Linked DNA regions of Sus scrofa: all the other regions are linked to region 1. A link is a contact called in public HiChIP or PLAC-seq and promoter capture Hi-C data. All regions are on one chromosome and are shown on one strand. The core of a region is the stretch at or near the end of the contact, and the rest is flanking DNA. Distances in the headings are between cores, read along the strand shown. Region 1 holds the start of ARPP19 (cAMP regulated phosphoprotein 19). Region 2 holds the start of LEO1 (RNA polymerase-associated protein LEO1). Region 3 holds the start of TMOD3 (tropomodulin 3).

Evidence for each region. Promoter capture Hi-C pulls out the DNA fragments that hold promoters and counts their contacts. HiChIP or PLAC-seq counts read pairs in DNA pulled down with a chosen protein or histone mark.
Region 2: a contact with region 1 is called in a promoter capture Hi-C map of fetal skeletal muscle, with 6 times the contacts expected there. The contact joins the promoter of LEO1 here to the promoter of ARPP19 in region 1. A contact is called at or near these places in 1 of 5 promoter capture datasets (fetal skeletal muscle), 1 of 47 Hi-C or Micro-C datasets (embryonic fibroblasts) and 1 of 2 datasets of contacts at active chromatin or transcription factors (skeletal muscle).
Region 3: an H3K27ac HiChIP or PLAC-seq map of alveolar macrophages shows a contact between it and region 1. The contact joins the promoter of TMOD3 here to the promoter of ARPP19 in region 1. A contact is called at or near these places in 1 of 47 Hi-C or Micro-C datasets (epiblast stem cells) and 1 of 2 datasets of contacts at active chromatin or transcription factors (alveolar macrophages).

What each region holds. Positions count from the first base shown.
Region 1 is chr1:119,132,545-119,136,747 of Sscrofa11.1, reverse strand. It overlaps ARPP19 (cAMP regulated phosphoprotein 19), which reads right to left and starts at 1,887. Exons shown (of 3, transcript NM_214175.1): 1 at 1,843-1,887. The coding sequence starts at 1,887.
Region 2 is chr1:119,802,658-119,806,879 of Sscrofa11.1, reverse strand. LEO1 (RNA polymerase-associated protein LEO1) reads right to left here and starts at 1,888. Exons shown (of 12, transcript XM_003121504.4): 1 at 1,752-1,888. The coding sequence starts at 1,809.
Region 3 is chr1:119,946,407-119,951,099 of Sscrofa11.1, reverse strand. It overlaps TMOD3 (tropomodulin 3), which reads left to right and starts at 2,305. Exons shown (of 10, transcript NM_214294.1): 1 at 2,305-2,405.

The sequences.
Region 1 (4,203 bases), core at 638-3,137:
ACTCCAGATAGACTTCATCTTGAGAAATAAAGTATTAGGCTGTCCCTAGTGAAAGCATTTACAATGCAGAAGTCAAGACTCTATGCTTTGGCAACATACTAACAAACCTTGTAAGGAAAAGTTACATAGCACATTATTGTACATCAGAAGTGAAAACTGAGATCCATTTTAGTGTTTAGGACAAGACACCACAGACCTGAATTTGTTGTTTTTCCTGGGTTCCTAAATCCTAAGGTATAATGAACCCTATGATAAATACTTTATAATACATAATACTTATTAGTTATGCCTGTAATCCTTAAATTACACACACGCACACACACACACACACTGCCCCCAAAGTTCGCTTTTCAGCAAAGTGCAAAAGATATCCAACATAGCTTCTATGGAATATTTCCAAATAATGTAGTGACTTGGCCTACTATTTATGCTATTGCTTTTTTCTCCAGAAACTTTACAAGTAATATCCTAATAGAACCATTCAATTCAGGAAAAGTTAACATGGTAAAGAACACATGGAGTGGATTTAGACCACTAACCAAATTTCCAGCCTAGTTAAGAACATGGGTGTAACCTTAACCAGAAACCCTTACAAAATCCAAGTATCAGAACAAATCTTATTTATGATAATAATTCTGATTCTTTAAGAAAGTGGACTACTACATATAAAGTGAATAACAAGGACCTACTGTATAACACAGGTAACTCTACTCAATATTCTATAATAACCTATACGGGTAAAGAATCTGAAAAATAATGGACATATAGATATGTATAGCCGATTCACTTTGCTATACACCTGAAACACAACATTGTAAATCAACTATAAATTAAAATTTCATTAAATTTCAGTAAAATTTCATTAAAAAATTTTTTTAAAGTGTTGGTGGTGAGTTCACCATAAACAATTTAGGAAAGACGATACAATGGACCTTTGGAGACCAGCCCCAAGTACCCAGGAAGGCAGGGCAGCAGAAATAATTACGGTGGAAGAGAACACTAGCCTAGACAATTATAAAGCCTTTATATTCGTAATATGACTCATGCTGATCCGTGGCCTATCTCCTTACATCAGCAAGTTATTATAAGTGAGTTTACAGTATGTTCCGCTGTCTCCACGAAAGACATGAACGGTTAGTAAAAAAAATTTTTAATTTCAACCTTTCGATTTTTTTTCCAAGTACCATAATGAGAACAGCTGTGGCTCACATTTCTGAGCACACGCTGCTCCAAAGCTCTAAGTTCCTCACCTCATTCAAGCCTCAAAACGACCCTATCAAACAAGGGCTATTTTTCTTACTTTACAAACGAAAGGGCTGAGGCCAGAAGAGCTTAGCAGCTGACCAGGGCTACACCGCCAACAATGAAAGACTGGACATGAAATTCCAACCCAGGTCTAACTCAGCGCCCAAACACGAGGTACCGCCTCAGGAGTTAAGAGCACGAAGACAATACAAGTAGTTGGAGAGTTAGTTCTTGGAGTAAAAAATAAGGTTCCTGACCCAAGTGCAGGCCGGAAAAACCTGGGCGCAGCGTTAAGGACCGAGTCCCGGGTGCTCACATTCAGTGGAGGGATTAAGGAAAAATGGGACACACCCCAGGAGAAAGGCACATTTCAGCCAGGACAAGGAGAACATTCCAACTCGCACCACGTCGGCGCTAACTACCAAAGCTCCTGCGGGCGCCGGGGCCGGGCGTGTCTGACCTTCCCAGACACGGGGGGTGGGCACACCGGCCGCGCCCCTCCGCTCATGGTCGGAGCAGGCCGCCGCCAGACCCGCCCTGGACATCGACCGCCTTGGGCCTTCTGGGCCCCAGGGTCCGCTCCCCGCGCACACTCACCTTCTGCTCCTCCGCGGAGGCTGCCTCGGGGACTTCCGCGGACATCCTGCTCCCTCTGCGGACGAGACACCGGGAAAAGAAGTGATTACCGGGTGGCCGAGGCCGCCCGGCCGCTGCGCCGCCTCAGGCCCGCCGGCCCCGTTCCCCAAGCGCCCACCCGGGCAGCCTCCGCCCGCAAAAATGGCCGCCACCTTATGACGACACGCAGCCCGGCTGCGCCTGCCGGGCAGCCACTGCGGCCCGCCACCCCGCCGCCCCGCCGCCCCTCCCGCACCGCTCCGGTGCCTACCTTACCCCGCTTCTCCGGCTCTGCGACTCCCAAGCACTTCCTTCTTTCCTTCAAAGGTCGCGGCTCGCGCCTCACCTCACTTCCGCCCGCCAACTGCTTCCAGGGAGTTGTAGTTCTTAAGTGGAGCCGCTTCTCACCGCCTTTGCCTGCCAGCTCTGTCTTTGGACTCCAGCTTTCCCGAACTAGTCTAGTACCGTTCTCCTCCTCGCTTTCCCGTTGCGGCTACACAGACTTTCTTCTGGGCGGCCCAAAGCTTTGTGCTCCCCAAGTCTCTCCCCACTCCGCTTCGCTTATTTAACCTTCTTTATCTTTCACATCCCCAGTCCTACGTCATCGTCTCAGGCGGTTCCTGAGCCCCTTTTCTAAGTAATACCCATCTTTTAAGTGTTCTCACATCTCTGTATAGTTCCTCAACAATCCACAGTGTTATCTATCATTAGACAGTATTTGTTGTGACTACTTTATTGATGTCACTTTTCCTGTCCGATAAGCCACCTTGGAACAGGGACCTCGTCCATATTTACTTATATTTTGTTCCAAGAGCCCAGCAATTCCTAACCAGTCAATAAATATCTGATGAAGGAATTCAGCTTCCATTCATTTGTCAACTCTCCGGGGTCCACTCCCACAACGTTACTGAAACGGCTGGCACCAGACTCTTCCAATGACTTTCTCAATTGCCAAATCCGTTGGCTTCACATTTAATCGTTATTCTGTTTGTCCTGTGAATAGCTACTGGCAATACATGGTGGTTCCAATTAAGTATATCTCAGAAACTTGGAGAAACTTGGATTGCCCTCTAAGAGTTAAACTAGTAAAAAGCAACAGATAGTGTGGATGCAATTCTGGGGAAATTTGGAAACCATCAAAATTCAACCAGGGTGTCCTGGGTAGAATCTCAGTCAGGAAGAATTGCAACTTAGAAAACAAAAAGTGCACTCCTTTTGGAGAAGGAAAAGAAGGCATTTGTCAGGCAACAAAATATTTAAAATACAAGAGTTCAAGAGACTGAGACTCTTTGACCAGGATATCCTTTCAGAGTGACTTAGGCTGGGCAGCAGAGAAATTTTTATAAGACCAATTAAATATTTGTTCTCATTTCATACAAAGTAACCTACTGAAAATTTGCCTTTCCTTTATGCAAACCTGCAGGGAGAAAGGAGAATGCCCTAGATAGACTAACTGAAGCATCTAACAGGTTTTTTTTGTTTTTTGTTTTGTCTTTTTTTAGGGCCGCACCCAAAGCATATGGAGGTTCCCAGGCTGGGGTTGAATCAGAGCTGCAGCTGCTGGCCTATGCCACAGCAACATGGGATCCAGGCCTCATCTGCAACCTATACCACAGCTCACGGCAACTCCCAATCCATAACCCACTGAGCAAGGCAGGGATCGATCCTGTGTCCTCATGGATGCTAGTCAGATTCGTTTCCACTGAGCCACAATGGGAACTCCCTAACAGTTTTATTTTTATTAATGAACTGACGTTCTGGCTTAAATCCTATATCATATATCTGTGAACTAAAATCTGATAGACACACATACAGTATATGTAACCTTAAAGAAAATCTATTCTTAAAAGATAGTCACACTCAGGAGTTCCTATTGTGGCTCAGTGGGTTAAGAACCTAACTAGTATCCATGAGGATTCGGGTTCGATCCCTGGCCTCGCTCAGTGGGTTAAGGATCTGGCGTTGCCATGAGCTGTGGTGTGGGTCACAGACACATCTTGGATATGACATTGCTGTAGCTGTGGCATAGGCCGGTAGCTACAGCTCTGATTCCACCCCAGCCTGGGAACCTCCATATGCCACAGGTATGGCCCTAAAAAGCAAAATAAAATAAATAAATAATAAAAGATAGTCACTCAAATGAGGGCATGTTTGAATTTCTGGGAGAAAGATTTTAATCAGTGGAGAACTCATAAAGACCAATGTCCCATTCTGGGGACTGTCTGAGAAGCCTTCTTTCTCAAGTAACATCAACCATGTACCTTAATGCTTGAAATTACGCAGTGATCACAAATGCTCTATTTCTCAAAACTTTCTTCCTTTGATGTCTAGGATACTACTCTG
Region 2 (4,222 bases), core at 639-3,138, 670 kb before region 1:
TTCCACTTGCAACAGTATACTAAATGAAATACCTAGGAATAAATTGAACCTAGGAAGTACAGGACTCATACAATAGAAACTAGAAAACACTGTTGAAAGAAATGAAAGACCTGCCACATTTATACATGAAAGAAACACACTGGGCCTAGGTAGGAACTCTATCCACTGTTATACCAAGAAGTCTGTCAGGTATAGTCATTTTCTACATCTGTCTTAGCCCAGGGAAATAATGAAATATGCTGATCTAACAGGAGTTATTCTGTCACATCCATACTACCTTCAGTACCAAAGGCAACCTTCAAGGACAGTCTTGGAAGTAAATCCTAGAGAGTGCTATTATCTAAAACTAAAATGGAAGAAAGCAGCAATAGGCTTACAAGAAGGTAAAACATGAAGCCCAGAGAAGCAACCACATCCCTATGTCACTTTCCCACACACTGAGTTTGCAACGGAAAAGTACATCTAACTATTGCTTCTACCCATCCAATTATTTATCAAGTATCAAGTATGCATTAGTACTGATGTCAGGTGGAGGTAGGGTGGGGATGATCTTTTCATCATTATATCCCCTACACCTAGCAAAGTAGCTGGAACATGACAGGGGATTTGTAAATGCTGAATGAATGAACAACTTCAAGGAAGCAAGTTGGGAGGGTTCACATAGATCTGTGCCTTGAAGGGTGAATGGGATATGGACAAGTACAGATGAGGGGAAAAAAAAAAAAAACAAAAAAACATTGGCAAACCACATGGAACAAATACACAAAGCTCTATACTTCCAGACTTATCCTGACCAGAACCTTGAGGATACCCATTCTGGTAGAGCCCTCACACTAGACTTCCACCTGGTGCTCCCCTGATTATAAAAAGTATGAATAAATTGGAGTCAGAGAAAGAAAAAAAACAACCACAACAAGCACTATGCTAAGGAAAAAAGTAGATACAGTACTTTGAGCTTAGCGAGTTTTAAGAATGCTGAACTTGTTCCTGGGCCCCTTCTCGCTTCAAAGACCTCCTATTACTATCTCAAACTCAAATAGCTCGTCTTTGTGCCAGAAAGACTTCCTTGCACAATAAAACCTACCTTCATTAATTCATTTCATCAACAAATCCTTCATCCTTTCCCTCCAAACACAGAGCTCATATGTTCCCCAAGTTTAATATCACAGACAAATTCTAGAGTTTCTGCACAGATTCTCGGAGAACACATTATTTCCTGCAAGTAATGCCCTACCCCGGTATCCTTCCCAATCTTCTCATCCAGACATCTCAAACTCCCCATCACGCCACTCTCTGGTTTCGTTTCAGGAGAGCATCTGAGCCCCTCTAAAAATTCGTCCGGCCTATTCCCATATTCCTGAAGACCTAATTTCCATTCATTTACAACTGCCCTTACTCTGCGCTGGCCGGTGCAAGGCAGGACACAGCAGGGCTCCGAGGTTCCTTCTCTGGCTGTGCTAGCTCACCGGGCCTCCATCCCTGCCCCGCGCCCCCTTCGCTCCACATGCCCAGCTTGCTCCACGGACACCAAGAGCCTCGAGGCGCACGCTCTGCGTCTGTCCCTTCACTCCTGTCCTCCAGGGTAGGCTGGCACCGCCGGGAGTGCAGGGAGCGCTAAGGCAGGAGTGGAGGAAGTGCTACCACTCGCCCTCAGCGCCCGAGCGTTCGCACAACCGGAACTGGACTGCTGTCTGGCTCCCGTCGCAGAAGGCCCGCCACGGTCGCCTCCACCAAAGCCCAACCAAATCCACCTTTACGCTCAGCATCACTGTCGACGTCGCTCCCGAAAAGGTCCTCCATATCCGCCATTGCCGCGCACGTCCGCTGCTGTCTTCACTGGGGGTGGCTTCGCGACTGTCTTTACGGCACGGAAACAACGAGTTGCGACAGTGTCGCAAAAGATTCGCTAAAAGTCTGCTTTCCTTCGGTGAACTAGTTTTCGTGTGCTCTGTGAACCTGTGCTTGTCCAATCTCCTAAGCGTATAGACCACGCATTTTCGTCAAGATCTGTTCTTATTCCCGAGGATTCTCACCCGGGGAACGTCCTGTCTGCGTGTCAGTGGAGCGGGAAGCGCTTAGGTTCTCCCGGGAAAGGCCTGGGGCCGTGTTAAACCTGCCCTGAGTCAGGTCTGGAGTCCTTTGTTTCATACTGACGAAGTGTTCTCAAATTGTTGCAAACTCTATAAAGGGTCGTTATGTGGGTTATATTCTATTGCTATTTACTGTATTAGTAATTAAGGCAGAGGTATTTTTAAAATCGTTTAAAAATAGTAAACAGGTTAACATAACTAGAGTTTTTAAATTTTAAGTGACTTTTTTTCAAAAAAAAAAAATGAGTGGAATTGTTCTACAGTTTTGGAAAAGTCTTCAGTATCTGTCTTAAAACAACTGAGTTCTCATAACTACTCTGCACTGATTCTATTGAGAAAGGCCTTGGTTGAAGCCTATGAAGAAAATGAGGTCTCTCACGTGTGTGTGTGATCGGGAAAGGGACGGTCTCTCCTACCCCTAAAAGGGTCTTCCTCGGACTGCTCTTTGAAGACTGCATGCAGGCTTAGAACAGTGTATCTCAAACATCAAAAATGTCCCATCTTAACCCAGTACACACTTTTGTGCATAAAATTAAATACTTCACAAAACAATACATACTACTAAGATTTAGTCTTGAGATTTCCTATTCTCTTTTACTTTATTCTCTTGCAGCTTTTGTTTTTAATGATGACAGGCAGTGCATCACTTAATTGATTTCATGATTTACTAATTAATTGCAACCCGTAGCTAGAAAAACCCTATTCAGAGGCTTCTTGTTTATTTTTTCTGAAAAAAAGTTTGATTTTGCTATGAAATGTGGCTATGATTGTACATTATCAAATCAGACAGTACTAGAATTTTCCTAAAAGGTCAGTGCTAGATAAACCCTCTTGCTTTTATAAAATTTCAAAGAACTGAAGGGACTTGCACATACGAAACAACTACGTCATTTTCAGGAAACTTAAATATTAGTTTTCAAGAATGTACATCCTGTGTTAAAGTATTATCTGTCTAGATCAATATAAGGATTTTAATCTTGGACAGCAACAGTGGATTTTTAGTTTGGAAATTTTGAGGCATTATTTTTGTTGCAAATAGGAGTGCCTGACAAGGTTCAAATGGGCAAGAAGTGGGACTGAGTATGTTATCCTAGTCTTCTGTACAAAGTGGATGATGTAAGAGCAGGTAGATGGGATCACTTTAAAACTTTCTAGAATACTGGAAAAACAAGAATTCTATTTGATTGTGATTCAGTTTCATTTTCATTTAGAATACTATCCTTGAAAAGTACTTTGATTAAATCTTAAACTGAATTACGGTGAGGCCTGCGGAATCACCCTCCTCTTATTCTTGACCAGCAGGATTAATGTTTATCCCATATGAATAGAGCAAATAACTTCTGGTTCTTTAATTTTTGTCTTTGTTGTGCTTTATGCTGATCTTTGCTCCTCTCTTCAGTTTTCTTTTATCAGACAGGAAATAATACATTCAATTAGATTTCAGCTAAACCAGTCACAATTATTTTAAGTACTGCTTGCCTGAGGTTATACCCAGATCACTATCATGGATGTTTAGAGTGTTAAAATAATCTTTTCACTTACTACCAGAGATGGAGAAGTTTATCCTATTAGATTTGTGTTTCAGTTTTAACTTTGGGGATTAAGATAATCTCTCTCTTTTTTTTTTTGACATTTTTCATTGAGGTCGTGATAATCAGGTGTACTCCTACTTCTTGAATTATTTTCTTGGTTATTTGTTTATTTATTTTGCTGCATCCCAGCATGTGGACGTTACTGGGCTAGGAATTGAACCTGTGCCACAGCAGTGACCCAAGCCATGAAATGACAACAGTGGATTCTTAATCCACTGAGCCACCACAGGAAAATTCCCAAGATAATCTCTTGATTTGCTCCCAGGGATGGAGAATTTCATCTGTTAAATGTGTAACTGTATAGAACATCTCCAGAATACCTTTATCATTTTCCCCAGGGATCAGATCCAAGCCACGGTTACAACCTACACCGCTTTTTTTCCCCCCAGGTTCTGAGGGGTTGTTTTTATTTGTTTGTTTGTTTGTTTTCTGCTTTTTAGGGCCGAACCCTCAGCATATGAAAGTTCCCAGGCTCGGGGTTGAATCCAAGCTCCAGTTGCCGGCCTACACAACTACAGCAAGGCCACATACAAGCTGCAC
Region 3 (4,693 bases), core at 1,056-3,555, 810 kb before region 1:
GTGATTGGAACAGAGAGAGCATGTGTATGGTAGGAAATAAAATACTCATATAAGGACTAGTAACTTTGGATTGGAAATGTGATGGGAAACAGGTGACATGATCTGATTGGTTTTTAAAAAGATTATTTTGGTTGCTGGTATACAGAATATAGTTAGAGGTAGCAGTGAGGAAGGTTCTATTTTTTTTTTAACAGTTTTATCCAATACTAAGGATGTTATTCTTAACTCATCTGGTTCTCTCTCTCTCTCTCTCTCTCTCTCTCTCTCTCTCTGTGTGTGTGTGTGTGTGTGTGTGTGTGTGTGTGTTTTCATGGCCAAACCACAGCATATGGAAGTTCCAGGCCAGGGATTTAATCTTACCTGCATCATAATGGGTTGGGATCCCTTAACCCACTGCACCAGGCCAGGGAGCAACTTTTGCAAACATTTGCAGTTGGATCCTTAACCCACTGCACCACATCAGAAACTCCCCATGTGTAGTATTTAATGTACATGGATTTAGGACATTTGTATTTGTAAACCTTGTGATTACAATATAACATTTGTCTGAAGAAAGAAAAAGAATCCACCACCAAACTCACTTTATTTTTGAAAAAAGAATTAGAATAAGATGAAGGCATTTCTTAGGAAAATCTTAAATTGAAGAGCAAAAAAAGAAAATATATTTAATGTATGTCCAACACCTCATATTGGAAGATCAGGGAGGGAATGTGGCATAGTATAAATCAGTCAAAAATTGAATTCGCAGCCCTCTCTGCCTAAAGAGCAAAGCAGAAGAAGCCATATTATTGCAAAGGAAAGTCCTTAAAGTAAACCATATCTGGATAGCCAAGGTTCTCAGCTTTTCTTTTTAAGGAATTCCATTTGGTTAGTTTCCCTGGGAGTAATGCCCCAGAGGTGTAGCAGGAACTCACAAGAGACTTCTTAGTTAGCCACAATACCTATATATTAACTTGTAATGAAATACAGAACTATCAAATGAATCCAGATATTCAGTTCATCCGGTCAGAGTACCATCTCCCTGGATTGAGTTTGAGAAACATGGTCACAGATGATCTTACTTAATGTGGTAATATTTAGGATATACATTAGTCTGATCAACAGTGGAAAGTATGCTAAAATTTGAATCAGGCTATCTGTTTTTCATTTCTGTATCTCCAGTTACTGGCTGTGTGACCTTTTACAGCTTACTTAATTTTTCTCATCTGTAGAAATGGAGAATACTAATATAGTCTTTGTAGGGTTGTTTATAGGATTGGATGAGCTATTATAAATGGAGTGCTGGCAAAATTCTAGCTATTATAAATGGAGTGCTGGCACAATTCTTGGTGTGGGTTAAGTATTCAATAAATATTAGTTGAACCTGAATGTGGAATTGTGTAGGAAATTGCTCTCAGGTGTTATCTCCAAAAATATTTGAGAAACTGATTCACACTAAGATGCTATAAAAAATAAGATGCAATGGCAACCAAGAGTATTTGCATTTAGGAGGTTTTTTTTTTTTCCCCCTGAAAAAACCCACATCATTGGTGATCTTTATTGCTGGAATTAGTGGATGCTAATTGCATGAAATTCCAGGGTATTTATCTCGGGTGCTCCTTGCTCTGAGGAGTAAATAGCAGCAGAGTCTTAACCATTAATCTGCTCCCGCACTGGGTGTAGCTGGAACGTATCTTAAGCAGGCACTTGAGTTCTCTAATTGGCTGCATTTTTGAGGTGTATCAAAGTTGAACATTACACCTGAGAATGCAAGAATGGGATGGGATGGAAACTGATCACTGCGACATCATCCTGGCTGCAAACCTAAGGAAATCACAAGGGTCACTATACTCTTAAGGTGACATCCGCCTGATTTATGTCACTCTCGTGCCTTAGCCTTTATTTGTTTCCTTTTCTATCAGTTTTTCATAATAAGTTTAAAGGGCTCCATGTCTTGTCCTCCCATTAGCAACCTAGGGTTTAAGTCCTGCGGTGTGTGCCTTTTGACTAAAAATCAAAGTGAAGAGGAAATCTGTACTAAGGAACCCCTAGTTGACGTATAAAGCTCCCAAAGGGTCGAAGGTAGATAATTCTACGAGTAGAGAGAGTTTTATCAGACTAGTGTAAGGCTTGACATCTGCAGCTGCTTCAAAGTTCCACACACAGTAAAGCCCAAGATCTGCGCTGAGCCTCGCCCTCCTGGCTTGAACTACAGCTCCCAGGATGCTCCGCGATTTGGGAGTGCGCGCGCGCGTCGGCGGTGGAGTGGGAACCAGCGCCGTCGAGTTGGGGGAGCTTCTGGCGGGTGGATCCGACAACTCCCCGGGAGGCGGACGCAGGCGGACCGGCGGGTACTGGGAGCTGAGCGGCAAGCAGTCCCCGCGGGTCTGTGAAGGAGGTCGGTGGCTTCAGCGGGCGCTAGGCAGGTAAGCCAAGACCGATGCTTTCCAGGAAGTCCGTCTGCGGGCGCCGGCAGTGTGTCGTACCAGCCATGGTGGCTGAGGAGGGAGAGGTTGCTGTCTTCCAGCAGCGCGGCTCGAATCTCGTTCGCTCCCAATCCCTGTCCGGTAGCGAGAGGACGCTGGGGCTGCTTCGGGGCAAAAGGGCCAGGGCAGGATCCGCAGGACGCGCTGGGCGTCGCCCGTGGTGGAGGCGCGCGAAGACAGATTTGCGATGAATCACTCCCCGGCCCGGCCTCGCCGGGTTCGGGACTGGCCCCTTCCCCTCCCGGCTGGAGCCCGCGCCGGCCGTGGCTGTGAGAACTCGAAGTGCTTATCCGCCCCATCCATCCCACCCAGGCTTACTAGCCGGCGACTAGCGTCTGAAGGTTTTTTTCACCGAGTCTCCTTCAAAGACTTCTGCTTAGTGAGTTGGAAAGAAGAAGAAAAAAAGAAGGGCACACCCTTTTCTTTTTTTTTTAATTTAATTGAAATCTTTCTTGTCTTGCGTTCGCCGTTTTGAACTATCTGCTCTTAGAATAGATTCCTGGCTCCTGTGCAGCACAGCTGGACCCGGCTGTGAAGTTTGTATGTTGGTTTGTTTTGAGGACGTGACTGGGTCGTTATTTTTGCTTACAGAAGTGGTGTGTTTCCTCTGCAAGCCTGCATTCTGATTACAAACGAATGAGAAACAGCCGCAGGGGGCTTTTTGTTTTGTTTTTTGGATTTTGGGGGTTTTTAATGTTTAGTTAAGAATCGCATTTCCAACTTGTCCTTGGCTTCCCTTAAAACCAAAAGTCATCTGGTAATGAATACTGCAGTAAAACTTAGCCCAGGAGGTCATACTTGAACAGGAAATAAGCCTGTGGAGATTTAGGTTAGTTATGTGCGGTCTGCCTTGGTTTGTAACATTTTAATGTGGCTCATGTTTCTTTTTCTGAGAATCCTTCAGATTAATTTTTCAGTAAATAAAATTGCTAATTGGTCTGTTACAAAAATGTATCAGGCTTAGAAAAATAGTCTTGTCCAGCCTCATTTACCTTTGCTAGTAAGTTCTTCCTAGTCCTAGGCCTTTTTTTTTTTTTTTTTTTTTTTTTTACCCTATTACTTAAGAGCTCACAGTCATTTTATAATACTTAGAATCACCTTTCTAACACATTCCTAGGAAAGGAACAAAAAAGGAATTAAAATGTGATACCCGATATATTTTAACTCTTTTAGGTTGCTTGTTTTTGAACCTCTTGGGATTTCTACTTTATCATCTTTAAAATGAGATGACTCCAAGATTGTCAGCCCTAAATATCCAATTTTTAAAATTCATTTATTTGATTCATTCAGGAAACATTGACCACATCTGTCATTCCAAGCCCTGTGCTAGGCATGAAGGAACAAAAATGATGTTACTGACCAATTATTACTGTTCAGTTTCCTTTAATCATGTTTTTATGACTAATTTCTGGTATACCTTCCAGGTCAAATTACTCCATAATTAATAATTTCATCTAAAGTTAAATATGTACAGGTCAAATGCCCATAGTATTACTGAGTGTAACAGGGATCAATTTCCTCTAATCAGAGATTTTTTAAGCTACTGGCCTATTTTAGTCCAACAGAAAGGACTTGTATGGTTTAGCGTGGTGCTTCTCAAACTTTAATGGGCATAAATCACCCAGGAGTCTGTAGTTCTGAAATGAGGCCTTGGAATCTGCAGATATAATAGGGAATACTGCAGTTGCAGTGGGAGAGCACACTTTGAATGTTAAGGGTTGGTAGATGTCTTAAGGTGTTTATGATGACAATTTAAAGGCCAGTGCTGAAGGAGTTTCCTCGTGGCTCATCAGGTTAAGGATCCAGCATTGTCACTGCTATAGTCACAGCTGTGGTGTAGGTTCAGTCCCTGGCCCAGGAATTTCCACATGCTGTGGGCATGGCCAATAAATAAACAATTAAAGACCAGTGCTGATAGCTGTGATATTCGATGCATAGCTATGGCTTTTTCCAACTCTCAATGTAAAAAAGTAATCTTACTCTAACAAAAATAATTGCTTTCACAAGTTTTTTTGTGAAAAAACTTTTTCTCTTCTTTTATCCTCCTCTTTTGCTCCCTCCCTTCTCCTTTCTCTTTGCTGTATCCTCTTAGCAGCTTTTTTTTTTTCTCTTTCCCCTCTTCTACCCTCAACTGTTTTCATTCACTTTAATTCAGTAATTGGCTAATTCATTGTGTGTTTTGTCCTATCCTATACAAGGCACTGTCTTAGGCTCATGGTAAATCAGAC